7 separate regions of the Mus musculus genome follow, and regions 1, 2, 3, 4, 5 and 7 are each linked to region 6. The links are chromatin contacts, called in public Hi-C, HiCAR-type, HiChIP or PLAC-seq and promoter capture Hi-C maps. All regions are on one chromosome and are shown on one strand. Each heading gives the region's core, a stretch centred on a gene start, on an enhancer-like site or on the middle of the called end of the contact. The rest is flanking DNA. Distances are from core to core; before and after follow the strand shown.

Evidence for each region. Promoter capture Hi-C pulls out the DNA fragments that hold promoters and counts their contacts. Hi-C and Micro-C count contacts between places; a contact is called where the count stands out from the background. HiCAR-type assays count read pairs that join an accessible place to other places. HiChIP or PLAC-seq counts read pairs in DNA pulled down with a chosen protein or histone mark.
Region 1: a promoter capture Hi-C map of hippocampal neurons shows a contact between it and region 6, with 9 times the contacts expected there. The contact joins the enhancer-like site here to the promoter of Irs1 in region 6. A contact is called at or near these places in 2 of 39 promoter capture datasets (hippocampal neurons and pre-B cells) and 1 of 115 datasets of contacts at active chromatin or transcription factors (large pre-B cells).
Region 2: an HNF4G HiChIP or PLAC-seq map of pancreatic cancer cells shows a contact between it and region 6. The contact joins the enhancer-like site here to the promoter of Irs1 in region 6. A contact is called at or near these places in 2 of 39 promoter capture datasets (hippocampal neurons and pre-B cells) and 4 of 115 datasets of contacts at active chromatin or transcription factors (astrocytes, embryonic forebrain, embryonic stem cells and 1 more).
Region 3: a Hi-C map of cerebral cortex shows a contact between it and region 6, with 2.7 times the contacts expected there. The contact joins the promoter of Nyap2 here to the promoter of Irs1 in region 6. A contact is called at or near these places in 2 of 39 promoter capture datasets (liver and stem cell-derived epiblast-like cells), 1 of 484 Hi-C or Micro-C datasets (cerebral cortex) and 3 of 115 datasets of contacts at active chromatin or transcription factors (astrocytes, embryonic forebrain and forebrain).
Region 4: a HiCAR-type map of astrocytes shows a contact between it and region 6, with 4 times the contacts expected there. The contact joins the enhancer-like site here to the promoter of Irs1 in region 6. A contact is called at or near these places in 1 of 39 promoter capture datasets (hippocampal neurons) and 4 of 115 datasets of contacts at active chromatin or transcription factors (astrocytes, large pre-B cells, pancreatic cancer cells and 1 more).
Region 5: a HiCAR-type map of astrocytes shows a contact between it and region 6, with 6 times the contacts expected there. The contact joins the promoter of Cul3 here to the promoter of Irs1 in region 6. A contact is called at or near these places in 3 of 39 promoter capture datasets (cranial neural crest, hippocampal neurons and pre-B cells), 5 of 484 Hi-C or Micro-C datasets (cerebellar granule neurons, embryonic stem cells and uterus) and 4 of 115 datasets of contacts at active chromatin or transcription factors (astrocytes, embryonic stem cells, large pre-B cells and 1 more).
Region 7: a contact with region 6 is called in a HiCAR-type map of astrocytes, with 6 times the contacts expected there. The contact joins the promoter of Dock10 here to the promoter of Irs1 in region 6. A contact is called at or near these places in 3 of 39 promoter capture datasets (the C10 cell line, embryonic stem cells and pre-B cells), 4 of 484 Hi-C or Micro-C datasets (CD4 T cells and embryonic stem cells) and 5 of 115 datasets of contacts at active chromatin or transcription factors (astrocytes, embryonic forebrain, large pre-B cells and 2 more).

The regions. Positions count from the first base shown.
Region 1 is chr1:80,658,149-80,661,336 of GRCm38.p6, forward strand. The region is part of intron 1 of Dock10 (dedicator of cytokinesis 10); the gene reads right to left. Among named protein-coding and RNA genes, the nearest start is that of Dock10, 99 kb to the right of the region's middle. Within about 2 kb of position 1,758, at least 61 of the 459 cell types and tissues checked have an H3K27ac peak or open chromatin away from gene starts, as enhancers often do.
Region 2 is chr1:80,416,927-80,420,224 of GRCm38.p6, forward strand. No RefSeq gene overlaps it. Among named protein-coding and RNA genes, the nearest start is that of Gm38673, 9.6 kb to the right of the region's middle. Within about 2 kb of position 1,570, at least 53 of the 459 cell types and tissues checked have an H3K27ac peak or open chromatin away from gene starts, as enhancers often do. A contact at or near this core is called in pancreatic cancer cells, where this site is marked.
Region 3 is chr1:81,075,978-81,079,177 of GRCm38.p6, forward strand. Nyap2 (neuronal tyrosine-phophorylated phosphoinositide 3-kinase adaptor 2) reads left to right here and starts at 1,430. Exons shown (of 7, transcript NM_001356397.1): 1 at 1,430-1,916.
Region 4 is chr1:80,636,276-80,639,339 of GRCm38.p6, forward strand. All of the region lies in intron 2 of Dock10 (dedicator of cytokinesis 10), which reads right to left. Among named protein-coding and RNA genes, the nearest start is that of Dock10, 120 kb to the right of the region's middle. Within about 2 kb of position 1,391, at least 144 of the 459 cell types and tissues checked have an H3K27ac peak or open chromatin away from gene starts, as enhancers often do. A contact at or near this core is called in astrocytes, where this site is marked.
Region 5 is chr1:80,339,367-80,342,490 of GRCm38.p6, forward strand. Cul3 (cullin 3) reads right to left here and starts at 1,324. Exons shown (of 16, transcript NM_016716.5): 1 at 880-1,324. The coding sequence starts at 945. Gm39667 (a long non-coding RNA gene) reads left to right here and starts at 1,547. Exons shown (of 2, transcript XR_865570.2): 1 at 1,547-1,784; 2 at 1,862-3,124.
Region 6 is chr1:82,290,146-82,293,360 of GRCm38.p6, forward strand. It overlaps Irs1 (insulin receptor substrate 1), which reads right to left and starts at 1,294. Exons shown (of 2, transcript NM_010570.4): 1 at 1-1,294. The coding sequence starts at 348.
Region 7 is chr1:80,757,252-80,760,446 of GRCm38.p6, forward strand. Dock10 (dedicator of cytokinesis 10) reads right to left here and starts at 1,302. Exons shown (of 56, transcript NM_175291.4): 1 at 1,075-1,302. The coding sequence starts at 1,197.

The DNA.
Region 1 (3,188 bases), core at 508-3,007, 1.6 Mb before region 6:
CCTACCAGGATAAACTCACCCGACCATCACTTTCCTAAGAGAGATACAAAAGAAGAGTATATGGCCGCTTTGCTTTCAGTGCTGACAGCCACAAGCTATAATTTTGCTCTCCACAAGAGCTACCTCTTTGTTCTGGGAGTGCTGGCAGATCTCTTTGGTTTATAAAAGCATCTGGAAGCTATGCCCGGGCTCAGGTCACTTTGTTTTGTTCTATGATTTTCATCTCAGGAGACCAATTTGGGGTGACTCTTATATTAAGACTACTTCATGCAGGTTTGCTTACAGAAAAAAAAACACAGCTACATCAAAATACTTAATAATAGTAACAATAGCTACTATCATAATGAGTTTACCATACATGGTCAATGTCATGGGCTATGATACACATTAAAACTGTCTCTCATTGAGAACGTATCTTAATTCTAGAAGAGATCATCACAGTTGAGCATTTTTCTCCAAACAGATGATCCATGGAGTCTGAAAACTGTGCAACCTAACCAGTAAATTGATGGAGGGGTTGGAATTTCAGTCCAGTTCACCTTGAAGACTCTGTCAACAATTGGGATTTTCAAAGGCCAAAATGTCAAAATTTATTTTCCTGTCGGAAAGATTCTAGAATAGATCTATAATTTTGGGTACTATTGCTGCTCACTTAGCAATTTTTTTTTAAAACAGTGTAGAGAATTAGAGGTCTGAACAGTGGCAAGAGGCCACTGGGTCCCTCAGGAAAGAGATTGTCAGGAATAGAAGACAAGAAATTATTTCTAGGAGTGCAAAGAAGAGAAGAGACAATGAAAATGTAGACTCAGGATTTCTGCAGTGAAGACGGATAATACCATGAAGAGCCACATTAGAAATTGCCACTAAGTGAGGGAATCTTGTATGTGTGTGTATGTATGGAGTATGGACATGCCCATGTAGGTATGTATATGTAAGCATGAGGGTGTGTGTGTGTGTGTGTGTGTGTGTGTGTGTGTGTGTGTTTGAGTACACAAGTACACACATACATTTGGAGGCAAGTAGTCAATATCAGGTGTCTTCGTCAACTGCTCTGTTTGAAAGAGTGTCTTTCCCTGAACCCCAAGGTCACCAAGCTGGCTCAATGAGCTCCAGTCTCTACTGCCACCATAACCTGGGTACTTACACTTACACGGTAAGCACTTTACTCGCTGAGGCATATGCCCAGCCCTTAAGGGAATCTTAAAAAAATTTTTTTCATATGATGAAGGATGTGGGATCATGACCTTGCTTCCCATGTGCTATGACCCCTCTCCTCTAACAAATGCCCATAGCGCACTCCAATAGACAGGAGCTTCTTTCCTGCATTATTTCTTGTCTTTCCCACAACAGTCAACCTTGAGGAAATGCTATTTATCCTGTTATGTTAATAGGCTCCCCTCCCAATCAATTCGGAGCCAGCCCTTCTGCAGCTCCCTGGCACCTATTTACCTTCCCTATTTCTGCCATCTATTTAGATTCCTCTATTTTGCCTTCACATACGCTCTTAGGTTGCATCAAGTTTCAAAGCACACTTCTCCTTTTTTGTGTGTGGACTGACTGAGTTCAGAAGTCCTGATCACTCCTGCTTCTTTGTTTTTTCTCAAAGTATCCTTTTGCAAATTTCATCCTGGCAATCCAGATTTGTTTTAATTCTGCTCCAGTCTCTTTACTTATTCGCCAAGCATCACCCTGTCCAATGATAGGGTGCTTGACTAATATGTGCAAGGCCTTGGGGTTGATCCCCAGTGCCACAAGAAAATGGAAGAAAAGCATTAGCACGTCTCTCCTGGGACTTCAGTTTGTACTTCCTTTTTGCTAACTAGCTCCTTACACAGAGGCCTAAATAGATTCCCCACTCTAATTGTTCCTTGCAATAAGCAGTAAGAGAAAAGGAGGGTCCATGACCAGGGAGGAGATGACTCACATTAGCCTACGAGTTATCCTTCGTAAGTACTCTAAAGCTCACCAGAATGAAAGCACAATAATGCAATGTACCATGATGAATGTAGGAAATCAGTGGATATCTCTCCAATTAGTGTCTTTGCCTATAGATTTCAGTTCCTAAAGTGCTCTCAGGCAACATTCCTAGGGAGAGGACAAACCGTCGTGCATACCCAAGCTATGCCAAACACTCAGAAATCATGCAGATTCATAATCCACAGGCCAGGAGCAATTTTAAAACAATAAATCATGGTTATTTTTAAAACTTCCACATTTGCTTCTGACTATACAGATGACAGACATAATAAGTGAAATTAATCATGAATTTGATCTTTCCAAATTAGACCATGAAACTGACAAAGGAAATGATAGTTTCATTAAGACTTCTTATATAGTAGATATCATATTAAGTAATCTTGATTAAAAGCTAAAAATAAACATACAAATGCAGCTTATGAGAAAATTATCAACCGAAGGGCAGCACACATACGATTCAAGGATGTAGGTTGACAGTGATGTTGCAATAAGTTTCATTTCTCCTGAACATTTCTCACAACACAGTACTGTCTAACCCAGTGGTTCTCAGCCCTCATGTTGGAACCTTTTAATAGAGTTCCTCAGTTTGTAGTGATCCCCCCAACACTATAAAATTATTTTCATTGCTACTTCATAATTGTATTTCTGCTACTGTTATGAATCATATTTTATATATCTAATATGCAGGATATCTGATATGTGACTCCTGTGAAAGGGTCCTTATCCCCCCAAGGGGTCATGACCCACAGGTACACTTCCTATGGTAACACAGACCCAAATATATGAAGTTGATTCTTGGTCAATGCATCTGGAAATTGTGAAAATAAGCTAATAATTTAAAAAATTAATTTAAAAAAATTTAAAAAATAATTTAAAAAATCCAATAGAGTCAATTACACAACTTTAACTAAATGTTGAAAGACGCAGAGTACACAAAAACTGAAAGGACACAGTTTGAAAAACATATAAGTCCTAGTTCTTCGTAAGTATTCTTGATTAATATGAAATTGAGCTAACTTTAAACTTGCCTCAGAGCAAAGATTGAATGTGGTGCCAATGCTCACATGATCATTACAAAGGAAAAAAATAAAAGAAAGAAAGAAATTGTGGAAATTACATCCAATTATCATCTTCCTTTCACTGTAATGTATAACAATAGTTAAGAGAATTTAAAGTCATCCCTTTTTTTTTCTTTTTTCTTTTTTTTTAAA
Region 2 (3,298 bases), core at 320-2,819, 1.9 Mb before region 6:
GAACACAGGGACTTTAATTATTAAGTTAAACAATAAACTCTTTAAATTACCTTCATTTCCAAAGGATTCAACAATCCTATTAGTTGAATAATAAATAAGTAAATAAAACCCGAAAAACAATTGGAAAACGATTATACAACAGGAAAAAGATCAGTGAAGACTTAGCACCCTGGGGCCTCGGCAATATAATTAAAAACAGCATTAAAAAAAAATAACTTGCCTTAGAAAGCAAGAAGAGCATCGAGGCTGATGCCCTGTTTTCTAGACCCTTTTAGACCCAGCATGCATCAGTAGGGTTTGTACAAGTGCTATATTTTCCCCCTGCATTTGTTAAAACATGTATGCTTTTCTTTGTAAGGGGGAATTTTGGGGAAGATGAAGAAATGTAGTAATAGTTAAATGACTATCATTTATTAACATCCTCTCTCTCCTCCTTTCCTCTCTTTTCTTCCCCCTCTCTCTCCTTCCTCGCCCCCCCCCCCACCTCTCTGTGTCTCTGTCTCTATATCTCTCCCTGTTTCCCTCCCTTGTATCAGGATCTCTACATAGTCCTGGCCGACTAGAAGTCTCGCTGTAGAACAGACTAGCCCCATATCACATAGATCTGCTTCCTTAGTGCTAGAATTAAAGGTCTGCACTACCTCGTTCATCCCAGTCTTTGATTTCTAGTGTGCAGACCTTCACACATGCTGGGCAAGAACTCTACCACTGAGCTACATTCTCTGCTCCGAGTAGGGCTTAAAAACGCCAGACACACTGCTAAATAAGCTAGATACTACTTCCTTAAAATTTGAGTGTAGCTTTGAAAGGTGTGCACTCACCATGGGCTGAACTATGTTCCTCTAAAATCCATATGGCCTCATTTACCATTCAGGACTCCCAAGTATTCCCTTATTTGGAAGTGAGATTGCTACAAGTGAAATTAATTATAATGAAGTCTTAAAGTAGGATGGATCCATGCGTGGATATGATTGCTGCCCCCAGAAGAGAAAGAATTTAGATGTAGCCACTGAGGACAATACGATGGCAAGGTGAAGACAGAGATTCACACTCCAAGGGATGACAAAGGTTGCAGGTGAACTCCTGGAGTCTGGGAGAGGGGCTTGGAACAGACATTCTTAGCCTTAAGAAAGAAACCCCTCTTCTTACTCCTTGCTCAAGGACCTCAATGATGTGTTAGTACATTTCTGTTGTCTCAGTGGTCCACCTTGTGACTGAGTCATGGCAGCCAGAGTATACCAGTAAGGTACTATCATGATTTATAGATACTGATTCTAAGCTCAGAGATAAACATTTCAAAAGTCAAACATTAACTAGATGTGGAAAACACTGTGTTTTCAAAGCTCTCCGTTATTTCCTAACACCTAGCTCAAGGACCACTCACATAAGAAGCACTGGGAATTGTTGAATGTGAAAGAAAATCCAGCGACCCGCTCCAGAAATAATGAGCACGTATCCGAGAGAAATATGGAAGAAATGTAAAGTCTAAATAAATACTCTTAATACTTACTTTGTGCAGAATTATTGGATGCCTCGGCCACCTCATCTTGACCTCCTGAGGCAGGGATGAGTCATCAGCTAGAAGCTGGCCAAGTTTTTAATCTGTTTTTAACTTTCATAAAGATAAAGTGGCGGCATTCAGGCAGACCCAGTGTACCTCCGAGGATCAAATCAAATGCCTTAACACTGAAGTTAAAGTTGTAAAGGGTTTGTGGGCAGTGGCGGGTGATGCCTTATGTCATTTTATTGGGATTATGGAAGAAGCTATACTTCAATGCAAATTCTACCTACTTTTCCTCAAGGAGAAGCTACCAGGTTCTCAGTGGTTTTGCTCTGGAAAGATTTGCTCTCTTTTACTCGCTGTCTGTCTTACTGTGTGGGGAATTCCCACACAGCAAAACAGATCCTATATGAGATACATGACAATTGACTATGAGGAACTGGCTCATGCAGTTTTGGTGGTCAAGTCTTGTGGTCTACTGTCTGAGAGCTGCAGGCCCAGGGAGGGTGGGCTGAGTTGTTTTCTGTTGGCCACACTCTGCGTCTCTTAGGCAAGCTTTGCAACCGTGGAGTGTTTCTCATTATCTGTTATGGGGACTTGAGCGTTCTGGTTCTGTAGTCATAAACAAATATGGTGTTACACTCAGTTTTTGTTCTGAGTATCAAAAGAGGCAAGTTATATAAAAAGTTCCTCACTTAGGTTATCAGAACCAGCATTGACTCAGGAGAAGAAACACTGTAGGTCTATTGGACTTCCAGTCACACTGTGGACAATCTCAAGCAGATACCTTTCCCAGTTAGGACACATGACACAATTGGCTCTTCAGGATAACTCTAGGTCATTTTTTTAAAAGTGCGATTTCTTTTTTTTTTTTCAAAGATTTATTTATTTATTTATTTATTTATTTAATGTATATGAGTACACACTGTTGCTGTACAGATAGTTAGTTGTGAGCCTTCATGTGGTTGTTGGGAATTGAATTTAGGATCTCTGCTTGCTCTGGTCAACCACGCTCGCTCAGTCCCTGCTCACTCTGGCCCAAAGATTTAAAAAAATGTGATTTCTTAACACTTCGAAATGCTTCATGTGAACTAAATGTAAGTGATGATTACAAAATAGGCTGTCAACACATTCACTTGGATTTTAATCCCAGGTCTGCCATAGTTTTTCTTATTACAGACCTCAGGATCCTACTTAAGGGACAGGAGCACTGTAGAGTGTTCCAGTCTGGACCTTGGATTAAGCAGAGAGCACATCCAAACACCAAATTTCAGCTCAACCCAAATGCAAAGGGGTCCTTTATTCAGCGAGGCAGAGACAAGATGGCTGAATTAGGCAGAAACAGCAGAAAAAAGCTTTGCAGAACTGAAGGGGTTTGGAGCCCCATAGGGGGAACAACAATATGAATTAACCAGTACCCCCAGAGCTCCCTGGGACTAAACCACCAACCAAAGAATACACATGGTGGGACTCATGGCTCCAGCTGCATATGTAGCAGAGGATGGCCTAGTTGGTCATCAATGGGAGGAAAGGCCCTAGGTCCTGTGAAGGCTCTATGCCCCAGTATAGGTGAATGCCAGGGCCAGGAAGCAGGAGTGGGTGGGTTGGTGAGCAGGGGGAGAGGGGAGGGGATAGGGGGTTTTCTGAGGGGAAACTAGGAAATGGGATAACATTTGAAATGTAAATAAAGAAAATATCTAATTAAAAAAAAAGAGGGGGAAAGGGAAGATCTGTGTTAGCATGAGCTGGGGCACACTGGTCACTTCTGGTTGGTTAATTTAGTTAGGGCAGCCAAGA
Region 3 (3,200 bases), core at 180-2,679, 1.2 Mb before region 6:
AAGATCCTGAAATCATCATATCCATACAACATATTTTTTAAAATATATTTTTGTCATTTACTCTGAGGAAACACAAGCTTAAAAACTGAATATGTCTGTCTGTCTGTCTGTCTGTCTGTCTCTCTCTCACACACACACACACACAAACACAAGTACATAAATATATTGTGTATGTGTGGGCAGAAGTATATACACACGTGTCAATCACAGTGCATAGCATAAGCTATATGCATAGATTCAGTGGAATATTAAGAAAAGAATCTAGAGTCTCTTTGGGGAAGTCAAGAAATACAATGACTTTAAATCATTTCTGCAGTGAGTCTAAAGGAGATCGGAGCACATATGCCGTAATCACTGTACATTTGATTTTGGTTAAAATGTTATAGTACAAGTGAGACCTTTGTTCTGTGTACGTGCCCTGTGCACGTTCCAAGTGGGCTAGTTTTATTCTCATGCCATGGGAGCAGGTGGCATGAAGCTGTTTTGATGAGGTTAAAAGGCTCCTCCCCCCATTCCGCAAGCAGCAGCCTGAAGTACGTCAGCAGTAATTGTGTGCATGGCTCTCCCGTGCAGGATGGGTGGAGGCAAAATTGATATCAAATAAGGGCATCAAACTGAGATCTGAGAGTTCCGTTTAAGTTGTTACTCGTTTTTATTAGCCCCACCAGAGTGAAAACCTTATAACTTAAATATCCTCCATACAAGAACAATAATTCTGATAGATTTCAATTTTTTTTTCTCCAAAAAGACTGATTTCGTGCTCTGTAGTGGATGTAAATGAAGAGGTTTCTTTATCCTCATTTTCTTTTATTATTGATAAATCAGACTTTAGTTCAATTAGATAAAAGAGAGAGGTTCTCTTGTTTGGACTTGAGGCCTTTAATGAGGATGGGAGCCCCTGGGGAGCCGAAATCGGTTCTGCTTTGGGGGTTTCTTGCCATTTCTTTAGTCCTTCTTTCCTTTCCAGTGGGCCTAGGGTGTGGGAACTATCCAAGGTGCTAGGATTCTGGCAGCTCTGCTGCTCAATGCAGGCAGATTGCAGAAGCTGAGATTACCGCTTATTTGAGAAGGTACGTTCTTTGTTTCAGAATCCCTGATTAATCAGCAGCAGCAGCAGCATCAACAGACTAAGGCAGCTGGAGAGAAGAGAGAAAGAGGGAGGGACGGAGGAACGGAGGGAGGGAGGGAGGGAAGGAGGGAGAGAGAGAGAGAGAGAGAGAGAGAGAGAGAGAGAGAGAGAGAGAGAGAGAGAACACACCAGAGCCAGCCAGCGCAAGCTGGTTGTCATGGGGGAGGGACGATGCTACCAGCCAGGCTTCTCCAAACCTTCTGTATGTATGCAAGGAGAAAGAGCATCTCTGGGGCTGAAAGGAGACATTTAGAGAGGATGTGTCTGATTTTTGTTTCCATTTATTTTTTTTCTTCACAGAACATGATCAAATGAGGTACCTTAGCCAGCTTGGTGACTGCTTCGGGTCTTGTAATCATCTGTGTAGCAAAGTGGGTAAAATCATTCAGTTTCGTCCCTGCTGGACCTGGAAGGAGAGGGGCTGTGCGCTCATCCCCACCCATTAGCTATGCCCTCTTTTCTCCGAATGTCGATTTAACGAAGCAAGCACCTGTCTTCTGCCACTGCCTCTTCCTTGCAAACTTTAAAAGGCATTTTATCCGATAGAAAGAACAACGAAAATGCTCTGATCTCTAGTGATGAAGAATCTTGGATTCGACACTTTTCACATCCAGATATAATGCACTTTAATTGAAGAAATACTGAACTGAACCTACAAGTCTCTTTCTTATGGTGCTGGATTACTCCTCCCGAACTGCCCCGAGACCAGCCCTGAGAGAGGGCTCTGACAGACCCAACTCACCTCCTGACTATTCCACTTAGTTCTCCCCCGGGGACTTAATTTTTGGTATGTATCTCATTTTTCAGATTCTATAAGCATGCTAATTGAATCTAGAACTAAGGAGAGGAGGCAATTGATTATGAAATGGGATGAATTTTAGTTAGGGATACTTAATGCTGAAGTTTGCATGTTTTATTAGGTGGAGCAGAAATAAAGCTGCAACACGGGCATCCACACTGTTAGTGAGCCCCTGGCTATTTTTAATCCCGTACCCACTTCGTGATTACCATGGAAATGGTAAATGGATTTTCATTAGTAAAATAAGCCATGTTGAATTATTAAAAGAATTGGAAGTATTTCCATGTCATTAATTACTATTCGCGTTGTGCTTGCTGCTATTTATCTTAATTCCATATCATAAATATTTTACAATAGGCTCAGTTCACTGGTGTCAGCAGTGAGAGCCCAGTTTTGCATTTTCAGAAAGAAAGATATGTACTCTACCAAAACATTTCCAAATTGCTAGATATACTTTGAAGGTGAAATTGCTTATTTCTGGCTGATTCCAAATAGACATTTTTTTCCAGAAAATGTGTTTAAATACAAGCCAATATCTGGAAGGTGTCCTTAGTCTTACCAAAATGTACATCTGCAGTAGAACTTTAGGTGGCCTTGCTTAACTTGGGACATGTACTTATTTCATTGAAATAACTCCAGTATAATTTTTCAATCTACCCAGGAGTATTTTCAATACTTGGAATATTGGCACATCTGGGAAAATATTGTATTTTAAAATGTTCATTTTTACTGAAGAATACTAAAGTTGTTTTTGTAGTAAAGTAGTACATTTACTTTTCTAAATGTAGTGAAAAATATAAAGGTATTTAATGGAAGAGATTAAAGGGTGTAATTATGATAAATTTAGTATCTATGAATTTATATTCAATTAGCAGAGAGTAATAAAATAGAGAGCAAGAACAAAAACTCAATCTCCTAAATTTTCATATTTTGGCTATGCTCCAATTCATTGATGTATTATAAAGCATCAACTTAACAAAGAGAAAACAGGAGTCAGACATGTACAAATGGTTTTGTTTTTCTTTGGAAAGTAGAACATACTTTTTTTCTAATATAAAAGATAATTTATATTAGGCAAAAATATAATATAAAAAGATAATTCTGTGAAGGACATTTAATAGTTAGGGAATTGTGAAAACAGACCTTTGAAAAATACTACAACTTTGCAAAAGACTAGAAGAGTTGTGAAACTTGAATGGTTTGTAAAGTTGTGTAGAAGTGTCAAAATCTCAGGGTAAACAATGGTGCCTATTGTTTAAAATCAATCAGTCA
Region 4 (3,064 bases), core at 141-2,640, 1.7 Mb before region 6:
TGCTTTGTTTTCAGAAAGTATTAAAAATGAAGGTTATGTGTTTGTTTTCTATAACATAAAAAATACAACAGTCATATTGTTAAACAAAAAAAGAGTCGATATTTTTTTCTCATTTCCCAAAATGATGACCTTAGTTCCTTATTTTTACTTTCATTTATTAAATTACAGCCGTTCTAAGATAGTCCTTAAGGCCTGTGGGAGTAGCATGATTCCAAACAAGGCTCAGAGTGACACAACAAACTTATTGTCCTCTTAGGATCACTGCTTAGCTGGTTAAAAAGAGTGGGTACCTAATTGGTTTAGCAGGTTAAGAAACAAAACAGTGAGTTTCAGGAGCTGGGTTCAGTATGAAAGCATAATCACTCACATGGCTATTGCATTAATGACCCAGCATCATGAAGATAGACAAATATGTAAGTTAATATCTATGTGTAACTCATGAGGCTAGAAGTCACTCCTGTAGAGTTAGGCAACCCACCTCATCATGTATACAATGCATTGGAAGATTTCTGATGATCTATCATCAAGAAACGATGCTGAACCCCTATTAAATAAGACCATTGTAGTAGAGCCATGCTCATGAAACCCTGTGATAAATCTAGAACATTATTTTGCAACTTCTGTGTATGCTAAATACCCTGTACCACACATGCATGGCATAAGAATGGCAATGTGCTTATGCATGTGTGCACATGCTGTAACATGCTAACTATCTCAGTAGAACACTGGAACATTTGTCTGAAACAACTAATAGGCCATGAGGTTAAATCTTTCAAAACTTTGGTCCCTTCCCATTTATTTTATATTTGTTTAAAATGATTGTGGTAGAGCATAAGTAACTTGTTCAAAATAGAAGGTTAAAGAGTTCTACTTGCTAAGGGTATTAATACATTTAAAAAGAATTTCCTTTCTGAGAAGTCTGTGCTTTCAGACCACTACAAATTGCCTTGGCCACAACAGACTTCCTGTTCTCTTTAATACAGCTCTGTTCCACAATTGGTATAGTTCAGTAGCATGGAACAGATCTCAGACAGCACTGGCCCTTGGCCGAGCTCCTCATCTGGTGGCAAGCATTTTATAAGGGCTGTATTGTCAGGCACTTGGAAAGGAACACTCTTCTGAACTGATGGCCTCAAGCCTGTGTTTGCAGTGTTAGGCCCACGATGTTCAGTGTCTTTGACTGCAGCCCTGTTACTTTCTAGTTCCTTCTGTGCTGTACTGAGGAGTTTCTGTGGTTTTCTTGCAGAAGCCATTCTGCTGGTTAAAACGATTCTAGACTTCAGGCTAAGTGCACAAGGGCCATTTCTCAGTTGGCTAAATGCCACTGCTAAGTCTGGAGTGGATTGCTTTTACTACCCTAGGGCTGAGAAGGCTCGCTATGTTAGTACCCATGGTATGTTGTTCCAGCTGTTACAGGCAAGGACAAAAAAAGATGGCTGGTTAAGGTAATCCATCCGTCCTAACTGAGGTGTGAGCAGCTCCACAGTGAACAAGTAACTCATGCTTAAGGTCCGTCCTGGTTTAATTGTGAACTGAAAAGGAAATGCCACATAATTTAGGAGGTTAAGACACCAATGTTGAGAGCTATTGGAGAAGACACATTTACTGTACTTGCTTTATAAACACATTTTACCACATTCAGAAAGCAACACCACCATTGTGTTTTTTCCCCTCATTTATTGCTAACTATGTGAGAGAATGTCTCTTAAATAACTTCACTGTGCTCTAAAGGGAGTTCCTTCTAGTTCTGACTAAGCCATAGACTTTAGGTTGCATAACCTGTGAAGAACCATCCATAAGTAGTGTGCTATCATGGTCGGATCTGGGTAGCTGCCCTTTCTGTCAATGAATTATTTTTGAGCATTGAATTTTTTTTTTTTTGAGAACTGCACAACTGTACATTCTGCATAAGGAAAGATGAGAGCAGTGACAATAACAAACGCTCCATCAGCATCAAGGCCTGTGCTTCACCAGCATGCCTCCTGACCAGTTAGATCCAGGGCGGCAGGCAAAGCCCACCACGTGGGATGCCGAGGAAGAAGCACGGTGGCTCTGATTCCCTCAGAAGGGCACTATGCTGATATAGCAGCCTGGTCACCATGGCCGACTCTCTATGCTTTTTCCCACAGTGCAGCCCACAACCCTTCTTCCATAATGGTGTGGGGCCCATGGAGGTTCTTTGTGTTTGTCTTTCTCCTTTCAAGAAATCCTCAACTTATTCTCTGTAGATCTCAGGTTTCAAGTAGCTACCAGTTTCTTAATAAATAAACAGAAAAATAAACAAACAAAACAGAACAAACTACAGTTCACCCAAAACTCTTCTCTTTCTTAAACTCTATAACTCATTTTTTGTGTCATACAGAAAGTCAGGACATCAGATATTTTAAATCCCAAGACCGTATATTTGATTGATTCATCCTTTTTTTTTTTTTTTTTTTTTTTTTTTTTGGTTTTCTGAGTCAGAGTTTCTCTGTGTAGCCCTGGCTGTCCTGGAACTCCCTCTGTAGACCAGGCTGGCCTCAAATCATCCATTCATTTTAAGTGAGTTTTTATTGTGTATAAGCAGGCATGGGGGTTGATCTGGATCACCAGCTTCATAGGATTTCCAAGTGTCTGTAAATCCATGAGGGTTTATTGAGATAAACCTGCTTCTGGGTCTACCTGACCTGTGAAGGCTTTTCTAGATTAGTTTAATTGAGGAAGGAATATCACCTTAATTATCGGTGGTACCTTCTGATGGGCTTTGGTTTCTAGAGTGAATAGAAAGGAGAAAGCAAGCTGAGTACTGGCAGTACTCTGTACTTCCTGACTGTGGATGCAGGGTGACCTGTAGGCCTCAAGCTCCTGCTACCAGGACTTCTCCACCATATGAACTGTACCCTCAAACTGTGAGCCAACATATACACTTCCTCCTAGAAGTGGCTTTGTTGGGTATTTTGTTGTAGCGATGAGATCAGTGACTAATAAAGCAGATGTCATAGAATCTGCTTTGGGGATAAATTATAAAAAGTAATGCAGTCAAGGCCTGCAGAGATGGCTCAGTGATTAAGAGCACTGGCTGCTC
Region 5 (3,124 bases), core at 74-2,573, 2.0 Mb before region 6:
CCTCCGTTTTACTTTTACAATTCTGCTCCACTGATGGCTTGTCTATTTGACATTTACCTGTCACTGTAGCGACACGAGCAAGTACGTCCAGTTTGTTACAACAGGACATTTTAATTGCCTGCCACTGGCTATCTGATCGAGGCATGACATCCAAAGTTACATACTACTCCATCTACTAAACACCGCAAGCCTATGACTCAACGTAACGCCAAGAGGAAAAGTTTCTGAAGAGCAAATGTTTGCTGTCGCTAAAAACGTACAAGGTAAAACAAGTCTGAGTGGCAACTATTCTTGGGGACCTCCTTGACTAAGACACGGAAAAGCTGTGCCTGGCCCTCCAAGAAGTGGAGGGGCGATTCTGAACCGGAGTGGGTCAAGCGCTTAGGAAGCTTTGCAGGATCAAGGATGCTATAAATACTATGCTCCTAGTGTTTTGCCAGTGGGCATTTCTAGCATCTCTGTCAGTGAGTGGGGCAGTGGGATGGCAAGACCGCCCCTGACTACGGAGTCGAGCAGAGGTGGACAGTCCTCCCCACCGCCGTAAAAGCCGAGCCGGCTCCTTCTGGAAACCGCACGCTAAAAGTTACACACACGCCCCACGCGACGGGTGCGGCGGCCACAGCGCGCATCCCCTCAGGGCCGCGGCCCCCGAGGCCCGAGCGAAGGAGGCCCCGGGGCGGCCGGGGCGCGGGGAACGGCCCCGGAGGTGGCCGACCCGGCCCCGCGCCGCCCCGTTGCCGGGAAGCCTCGCGCTCCGCCACCGGCGGCGGCCGTGGGGGGAGGGGAGGCCGGCTGCGGCCTGTTGGCGGAGTTCAGCCCCGGCCTCGCGTGCGGCTCCGGGCCGCGGCTCCCGGTCCCGGGCGCCGAGGACCGACTCACCGGAAAGGCCCGGATCCGCATCTTGGTGTCCTTCCGGCTGCCCGTGCCTTTGCTCAGATTCGACATGGTGCTCGGCCCCTCCCCGGCGGCGGCGCTGACGGCGGCGGCGGCTGCGGCTCGCACTCGGAGGCGCCGGTGTCACATTGAAGGCGGGAGGGCAGCCGCGGGGCTCGGCGGGGGGCGGCGGCGCGGCCCCCGGGCTGGGCTGGGCGGCGGGCCGGCCCCTGGGCGGCCGCGGCGGCGGGGGCGGCGGCTCGGGCTCGGGCGGCTCGGGCTCGGCCGGGGGCTGCGCTGGCGCGGCGGCTCCGCGGGCTTCCCCTCGCGCCGGGCTCGGCTCCCTTTATCGCGCTCCTCCGCGATGGCGGCGGCGGCGGCGACGGACAAACATCTCACTGCGCAGGCCGAACGTCCTCCTCCTCCTTCTCCTCCTCCGCCTCAGCGAGACGAGATCCGGCCCAGAGGGTGGAGGGGGGAGGAGGGAGGGAGGAGAGCGGAGAGTGGAGAGATGGGGGAGGGGGCGGGAGGACGGGAGGGGAGGCGGGAGGCCGCGGCGGGCACGTCAGATCTCGCGAGATCGGGGCGGGCGCGCGGTCGGGGGCGGGGTGGGGCGAAGCCCGGGAAGGGAGGGCGCAGGGAGAAGTGGGGTCTGAACGTGGTGGGGAGGGGGGAGAGGGGTGGATTAAGGAATGGGCGTAGTCAGCGCCCTGGGGGGCGGGGCCTGGTGCAGGAGACGTAGGCTGCGTTTTCAAAAGAGGAGCGTCGGAGACCCCAGTAGGCTGAGGTGGCTTCTGATTGGTGGAGCGCGAAGGTGGTGGGTCACGTGGGTAGTGGGCGGGGGAATTTCCGGAAGGGGGAGAGGGGAGTGTTGTGTTGTGGGCTGGCGGGGCTGAGCTTGGCCCTAGTAGGTAGGTAGTCCTGGGAAAGGGCGTGGGGTGCGAGGAGGAAGGTTCTACGTCCTAGAACTGCTCCTGTGTTTTTCTAGGGCACGTGGCCTAGGGATGGGTACTTGAGCCCAGCCAGAAACTTGAAAGCAGGGTTTGTGCTTGAGTTACCTGCAGACTGCGAAACCAGTGTCCTGTTTTTAGCTAGGTGTTGCAGCGCCTCAGAATCAACCCGGCCTTCTTACACTGTACAAGCTCCTGGGTTTGTTCATTAGTTGATACCTTCTGGAGGATCCAGAGCCCACTAATGTTAAAACCCGGTTTTTGTTTGTGCCGAAATAAAACAAATGCCTAATATACTACAATATTGTGTTAAACATACGACCATTTCCAAGAACAGTATAGATCATTAAAACCAAAAGCACTGTGAAATTAAGTTTGCTGTAGGTTTGGAGACATTTTTCTATTTGTTCGGGGACTCTTATCCTATAGTCGAAATGTCCAATTCGACTGCTTTTGGCTTCTAATTCAGTATGAATCCTACATCTACCTTGCATACTTGCTCATTTGCTGTTTCCAACGCCCCTGGGAAATCTGAGATTCTCCCAGTTTTGGATCTTCCCATTTTGAGTGAACTGTTGTTGGGATTAGCACCTACAATTGAAATTGGTGGCCCATGACCTTAATCCCAGCATTTGGGAAGCAGAGGCAGGTGGATTTCTGAGTTCGAGGCCAGCCTGGTCTACAGAGTGAGTTCCAGGACAGCCAGGGCTACACAGAGAAACCCTGTCTTGAACACCCTTCACACACCCCCGCCCTCCAAAAGGGAAAACTTGATAAAGCTTGTTTATTTATGGTTGAATTGACCCTAAATTATTTGTAATGACTAAGCTTAGAGAGTTAAGCTAAAAATAAAATATCAAGAATGGGTTAAGTAAAACAAGGAAGGGCTCTGATGAATATAGTGAGTGATGCATAGTTGTTTATAACTAGTATGCTAATTGATTGCCATTTCCATAATTATCAGGATATAAAACCTTTTTCTATTGGCTGTCCTATCATATGGCTCTATTTCTTATTACAATATACATTTTAAGCCATTGGCTTTAATCTAAGCTCTGCCACTTTATCAGCTTTCCCGAAAGAACTGCATGTTCTCTCTCATGAGAAAAAGCCAATAGTATTTGTAATATGCAGTCAAAGATGCATGTGGGTATGGAGAAAGAAGCAACCCTGGATATAAGAATATCAGGAAGGACTGACTTGACTGCAGGTAATGCACACAGTTATGAAGGAGGATTTAAAAATCTTATTTTTAGTTATAATGCTGTCATGGATCTTGTTTTGGTTTTTTTGTTTTGTTT
Region 6 (3,215 bases), core at 44-2,543:
CCGATTATGCAGCTGCAGAAGAGCCTGGTACCAGCTGTCTTGCTCAGCCTCGCTATCCGCGGCAATGGCAAAGTGTTCGTCTCGGGTGTAGAGAGCCACCAGGTGCTTGTTCTTGGAGTCAGCCCGCTTGTTGATGTTGAAACAGCTCTCGAGGGGGATCGAGCGTTTGGGGGCGCTCGACTTGTGCCGCCACTTCTTCTCGTTCTCATAATACTCCAGGCGCGCTGGGCCCCCGGCCTCGCTGGCCGCCCGCAGCACGAAAAAGCGCTTATGCATACTCTTGGGCTTGCGCAGGTAGCCCACCTTGCGCACGTCTGAGAAGCCATCGGTATCCGGAGGGCTCGCCATGCTGCTGCGGAGCAGAGGGAGGTGTTGAAAAACTGGGTGAGGGGTGGCTTCTCAGTGCGGCCCCGCACATGCACTCCGGGCTGGAGGAAGCTCGCAGAAATTCTGACTCCAAAATTCACGCTGTTCCTGGAGCTGGGGAGGGGCAGCCGAAGGACGAGGTAACTGCGCCAAGGAAGATAGCCTGATCCGAGTTTAAGGGCGTTTCATGCCCAGAGGGAAGGGCAGTGGGTCTAGGGTGAGTGCAGCCGCAATCTTCCGAGGACTATGTCTCCCCCAGTCCCTGCAGCAGAGAAGGAGCTATGGTGCATCCCTTGCCGCCCCTGGTCGAGTCCGATGTAGGGAGGCAGCGATGGCCCGAGGAGTCCCCGCTTGGCTCTCTAGGCGCGCGCGCCTTCCCTCCCGAGTTCCCCTCTGGAAGTAGCGATTCCCGAGGCAAATTAAATATCCTTGGGCAGGGGGAGGCGGGCTGCCAAGTCCCAACGTTGCACCGGGTTCTCCCTCCTCCTTCTCCTCCTCCTCCTCTGCCTCCTCCCACCCTTCAACCGTCCCCGTCGCCACCAGCCGCCCAAATACCAGCTCAATCGCAGAGACCGCGGCGCTGCGGCTGTTGCTGCTGCTGCTGCTGCTGCTGCCGCCCGAGGACGCGTCCTCTGCAGCCCGCACTCGAGCCCATCTCGGCGGGCGGGGAAAGTGGCTTTTCCACGCGCAACGCTACTGGGCAGCTGGGGGAGCAGGGGACGGTCCAGAGGGACAGGCTCATCCCTGCCCCTAGCTCCAGTCCGCAAGGGAGGAGGGGAGGGGACGAGGGAGGGAGGCGGGGAGCGGGGGAGGTTTGGGAAGAGATCGGGGAAGACGCCCGGTCCTCCCGAGGCGCAGCCGCTGCAGTTACTTCTCTCCTCCTCCCTCCTTCTCCTCCCTCCTCCTCCTCCCTCCTCCTTCCTCCTCCTCGGAGAGTTGCCGAGAGCCCCAACCAAAACAAGCGGCGGCTGCGGCGGCTGGCACCGCGCGCTGGCCCTCTTCAGACCGCGCCGCCGTCTCACTCCAGAGGAGCAAAACACGTGACGGAGCCTCTGCGCTCAGCAGCCTGGCCGCCGCCGGGAGGCTCCAGCCCGGGTCTCTCTCCCTCTCCCTGCTCGCTCTACATTCCGGGCCGAGCCCGCCCCACGCCCGCCCCTCTCCACCCCCTGGCCGTGCCGCAGAGGCGCCCGCGCTGGCCCTTTGCTGCAGCGCTCGGGCAGCGCCCCTGCGTGGCCGGCAGAGCCCGGGGCGCTGTGTCTCCCACGCCCGTGCCACCCAGAGCGCCCCCGGCCCGTAGGAATCCCCGCGGCGGGAGGGCAGGCTTGTTTGGGTGGCTACCGGAAAGCAGGAGGGGAGTCTGGGAAAACGGGAGGGGGGGATCTGGGGAAGACGCAGGAGTGAGGGAGGGGGCAGTGAGAGGGGGGGTGCACTGCGGCTGCAGAGCCCCGAGAGGGTGGGGGCGCTGGGGCGGAGGGGACGCGGGTGACCTGCTAGCTCTCACCCAACAGGTAAAGGCGACCCCCGGGAGGCAGCTGGATGTCGGTGTCTGGGTGAGAGGCCCTGGTAGGGAGATCTACATTTTTGTAAGATTTTCTAAAGGACTTCTGAGCCAGTCTTCCACCTGGAATCTCCGGACGTACCGTGGTGAAGCACCTGGAAGAAACAGAGAGGGACGCCCAAGGGCAATGACTGTTGGCTAGGTTAGGGTCTCTCGGAATCGCGACCTGGGATCTCACACCTGGCACTATTAGCCGCTGATCACTAAGGAAATAAAATGTAAAAGTCACCATTTCTCTTCCTTCATGCAGGTGAAGAGGGATTCACACTTAAGGGTTAGTTAGTGCAAAAGGTGGGGGGCGGGGGCTGGAGGAAACCTGGCACCCCTTATCACATTCGTAAGTCTATTTGTGATTTTTTTTAAAGATGTAAAGGACCTTCAGAGAGTTCCTAAGTGTACACCCTTACTGTGTATATGTTAGCAGATGTTTGTTTCATAGTTTGCACGAGCATTAGACGACCCTATACACTTTTAACCTTGACCACAAGGATAAGTGGGAGACAAGGATAAGTGGCTAGGCTGCACAGGAAAATGGGTACTTCTTGATGAAAACGGGTCAGCAGCCTCTTTGCAAAGCCTATTTCTTAGTCTCACCACAAGCAGACGCTCCCCAAAGTTTTTTTTTTTCTTTTTCTTTTTAAGATGACCTATAAATCAAGCAGGGTGTCCCTGTCTAGCCCAACCGGCATTAAAGACCTACAAATGTGACGTTGCTCCCAGTGCTTAAAGCCATTCTACTCTAGCCATGGGCGGTTCTAGTTTTCCACCTCTTTTCCTAAGCCAGGAACCCTCTCAGCCTCCCGCTCTCCAGCACTGCAGGTTGTTTGCAGTGAGACGCAGCAGTAAAGGTGCTGGGCATGCTCAATCCACTAGACTGCCTGGCTTGGAGTAGGGGAGGAGCGGATGGGTAAAGGGGGCTGCGCGCCTCAGCATAATGCGGCTAGAGAGGCGGGGTGAGGTTCCTGGGGCAGCCTGCTGATTGGTGGAGTTGCCTGTCTTTCCTGTCTTGCACAGATGCGGTAAAGGGGAGAGAGGGAGAGGGTACAGATGTAGGCACTGGCGCCATTCAGATGCTTGCGGTACTTGAATTGGGGTATTCCGCATCTGTAGGTGTCACCTCCTCTCGAAAGCTCAGGAGCCTCTGTTTTCTCTTTTCACCTCCTTTATCATGCAGTTTCTCCTAAACCTGGTTAATGGATTATGCGGTACACATTGAATTGATAGCCTTCATTTTTCCCCTCTGACAGCTTGGTGATGCGGGCACATGTGCCCACTACAGGAAGGCTATAAA
Region 7 (3,195 bases), core at 52-2,551, 1.5 Mb before region 6:
GGCTCTGACCAGATCTGGCTCCCTCCTCTTCGGTGACTGGCAAAGGCAACACTTTGACACTCTTAAATAGGGTTGTTTAATTCCTAATGGTATTTACTGGCAAAAAAAAGGAAAATGAAACCCACAACGAGGATTCTGGTCCAACAAAGTCAGGCCAAGAGCTCCGTGGCTGAGCCCCACTCTTGCTGGAAGGCTACTCCCTACGGGCTACCCATTTCTACCACAGTTGATGTGCGCTCCCTGCTTGCTGCTTTCATCCCTTAGTGTGACACCTACTGGAATTTATGAATATCTCGTGATGCACGGGTATGATTTGGGCACCTGATGCTGGCTTTTGCCTCAGGGACTTCCCGCGGAAATCACCCAATACTTAGAAGGCATTTCGACAAGGAAGTAACCAGGGGAAACCTTCTGGAAGGAGATTCCCGTGAAATCGCTTCAAAACACACCAGAAGCCACTGGCTACTTAATAACCCACGTCCCCTTCATCCCAGTTTCCCCCAGCTCTTTCTGCAACAGTATAAAGTGGCTGGTTGGGTTCCAGCCTGTGGGGGGAGGGAGATCTGTGCAAATTGCAGATTTTCCTCACTAGATAGAAGGTGGGGGTTTCAGCTTTGGTCTGGCTGAAGAGCTAGCTCACTACATCTTTTCTAGGTTCCACGGGGAGGAGAGGGGCGCGCAGACTTGTGGATCTACAGGTTCCATCCATTTAGCTCCCCCCACCCCTTTATCCCGCCCCCACCCGCCGCCCCAGGTCCCTGTCACCCTGTCACCTTGAGCCAGACTGGATGCATTCCCGCCTCCTCCACCCCCCTTAAAACGTAGGCACACGCTCTCCCACGCAGCTGCTCATCTAAGCGTCCCGCGTTCCTAAAGTCCCCCAATGCGCCTCTGGTCCTTAATTCTTTGGTGACACTGCTTGGAGGAGGTGACTCCGGGGTCGCTCTGTGGGGGAGCGAATTCGGGGTGGAGGACAAGCTAGCTCCCGTGCAGGGGCTCACAGGGCTGGCGACAAGGCCTGTCTGGGGTCCCTGGGCAAGCCCCGCCGTGGCGCGAGGGACGCAGGGCACTCACCCGCTGCTGCTGACGGCTGCTGACGGCCACCGCGGCGGCAGACGCGGCGCTGTGCCGGAGCTCGGCCGCCTGTCCCGGTCTCAGCAGGCTCCGGGTGAACCTGCGGGTCCGCTCCCCGGCCATCGCGGGCCGTGCCGCTCGCGCCTCGGCCCCGGAGCGAGTGTGTCCCGCCGGTCCCCTGGCCGCGCCAGCCTGTTCTACCCACCCGCCGTTCAGGAAGCGGAACTCAGAGCCTTTCCCCCCCTCTTCCCCGCTCAACTCACAAGAGGCGGGTTTTTCTCGCGCGCACCCCCACTCTGCCCACCCCCTTCGCTCCCGCTCAAGCTCCGCGGCGACTTTGCAAACTCTGCGCCTCTCGGGCGGCGCGGCCAACTCTGCCTGGCTAGGGCGCATCTGCAGCGGGACGCGCGTGGGGGTGGCTCCACCCGCGCCGCCCACCCGCGACTCGGTACTGATGCCGGGCTGCCTCTGCTGGGACCTGCTTACCGCCCTATTCTCAATCCGATGCTCATAGAGGGTTGGGGATTTGGCGTTTTTTTGAGGATCAGACCTACATTCTGAGGTTAGGAAGTGGAGAAGGGTTGATCTTAGGTATCCTGTGCACCCTTGGAGGTGGGTCAGAGGTTTTATTAAGTAAGGATCCCTCTGGTGGCTGGGCCCCTTACTTTGAAGTCTCTAGGGGACCCAGATTCCTTACTTGGTCTTGGGATAGTCGGTGTGAATTCACACCTTCCGCCAATTTTTCCTCAACTGCGTCCCTACTCTATACCAGCTACACTGCTCTTGTAAATAAGACCATATAGGATGGTTTACCAAATGCCTCCTTAACTTTGCATACTAATTTGAATTAAAATCTAGTGTCTATCTGGGTAATGTAAGGGATTTCAGGGTGGAAATTAGGATGAATAAGAACTGCTGTTGGGTTACAGGGTAGGGTGAGTAGGACAGGGTGGGTGGTTCTTAGTCTATTTTTCTGCTTTCTTATCAAATCCCCCCCCACCCTTGCCTCGAGCTATCTGATTAAAGTATTCTAAAATTCTTATCTGGAGTCACATGCAGGGTGGTTCTCTGCCCAGTGTGGGTGGGTGAAAGACCAAGGCTCCTGGGAGAGCTGTGTGGACATTCTGGATTTCTTAAGGGCCTTTTTGTGGATCTGTGGCCTCTGGATTTTCTAAAGTTAAAAACATTTTTTTTAGCTTGTGGTGTGCCTGGTGTTTCTCACATAGTAGGCTAACAGGCTCTCTTTGAGGAAAATCTGGGTTACACACAGTGTGACTCTGTCTTAACTTTTTGACAAACTGTAACCATTTCCCCCCCTGTTTTAGAATACTGTCTGGTGTATAGTATAACTGAATAACTCATGATTATGCACGACTCTCAAAGGCTCAGGAAGTCTGAGGCAGTCAAAGACTTGAGTGCTGAGGCAGGAGGATGGCAAGAAAAGAAAAATGGTCTAGAAGCAAAGACTGTAGTAACAGAACATGAGTCATAGTGTGTCTTGGGTACAACAGTTCAGGTTTGAATTTATTTTGCTGTGTTGAAATACTCTGGCTAAAATCAACTTGAGGAAGAGAGGATGCATTGTGCTTAGATCTGGGTGCTTTCAGTTCCGTTCATCTTATCTTACTCAGTCAAGGTCCTGATGCTCAGGGGTAGTGATGCCCACAGTGGGCTGAGCCTTCCTATATCAATCATCAATCAAGACAATCTCTCACAGATATGGCCACAGGCCAACTTGATAGTGGCGGTTCTCCAACCGAGGGTCATTCCTCCTTCCCAGGAGACTCTCGGTTGTGTCAAGTTGAACATGAGCAGAGCAATACACTGAATAGCACATGCAACCATGTCTTCAACTGCATCATGTATCAGGAAATCACTTTTAGTTTTATTCTTGACACCAGTTTTACCCTCTCCAGCTCTGGGAGGTCACTACCATCCGCTGGTATGGAAGGATTTGTGAACGAGTGTGTGTGTGTTTCCTCTATCCATGTCCCAATAATGTTGTGAATCAACTGAGAAGGAGGACGTAGAACTTGTATTAGAGTGCATCTTGGGTACAGCAACAGTTGAGGTTTGAACTTATTTTGCTGTGTTGAAACACTCTGGCCAAAATCAACCTGA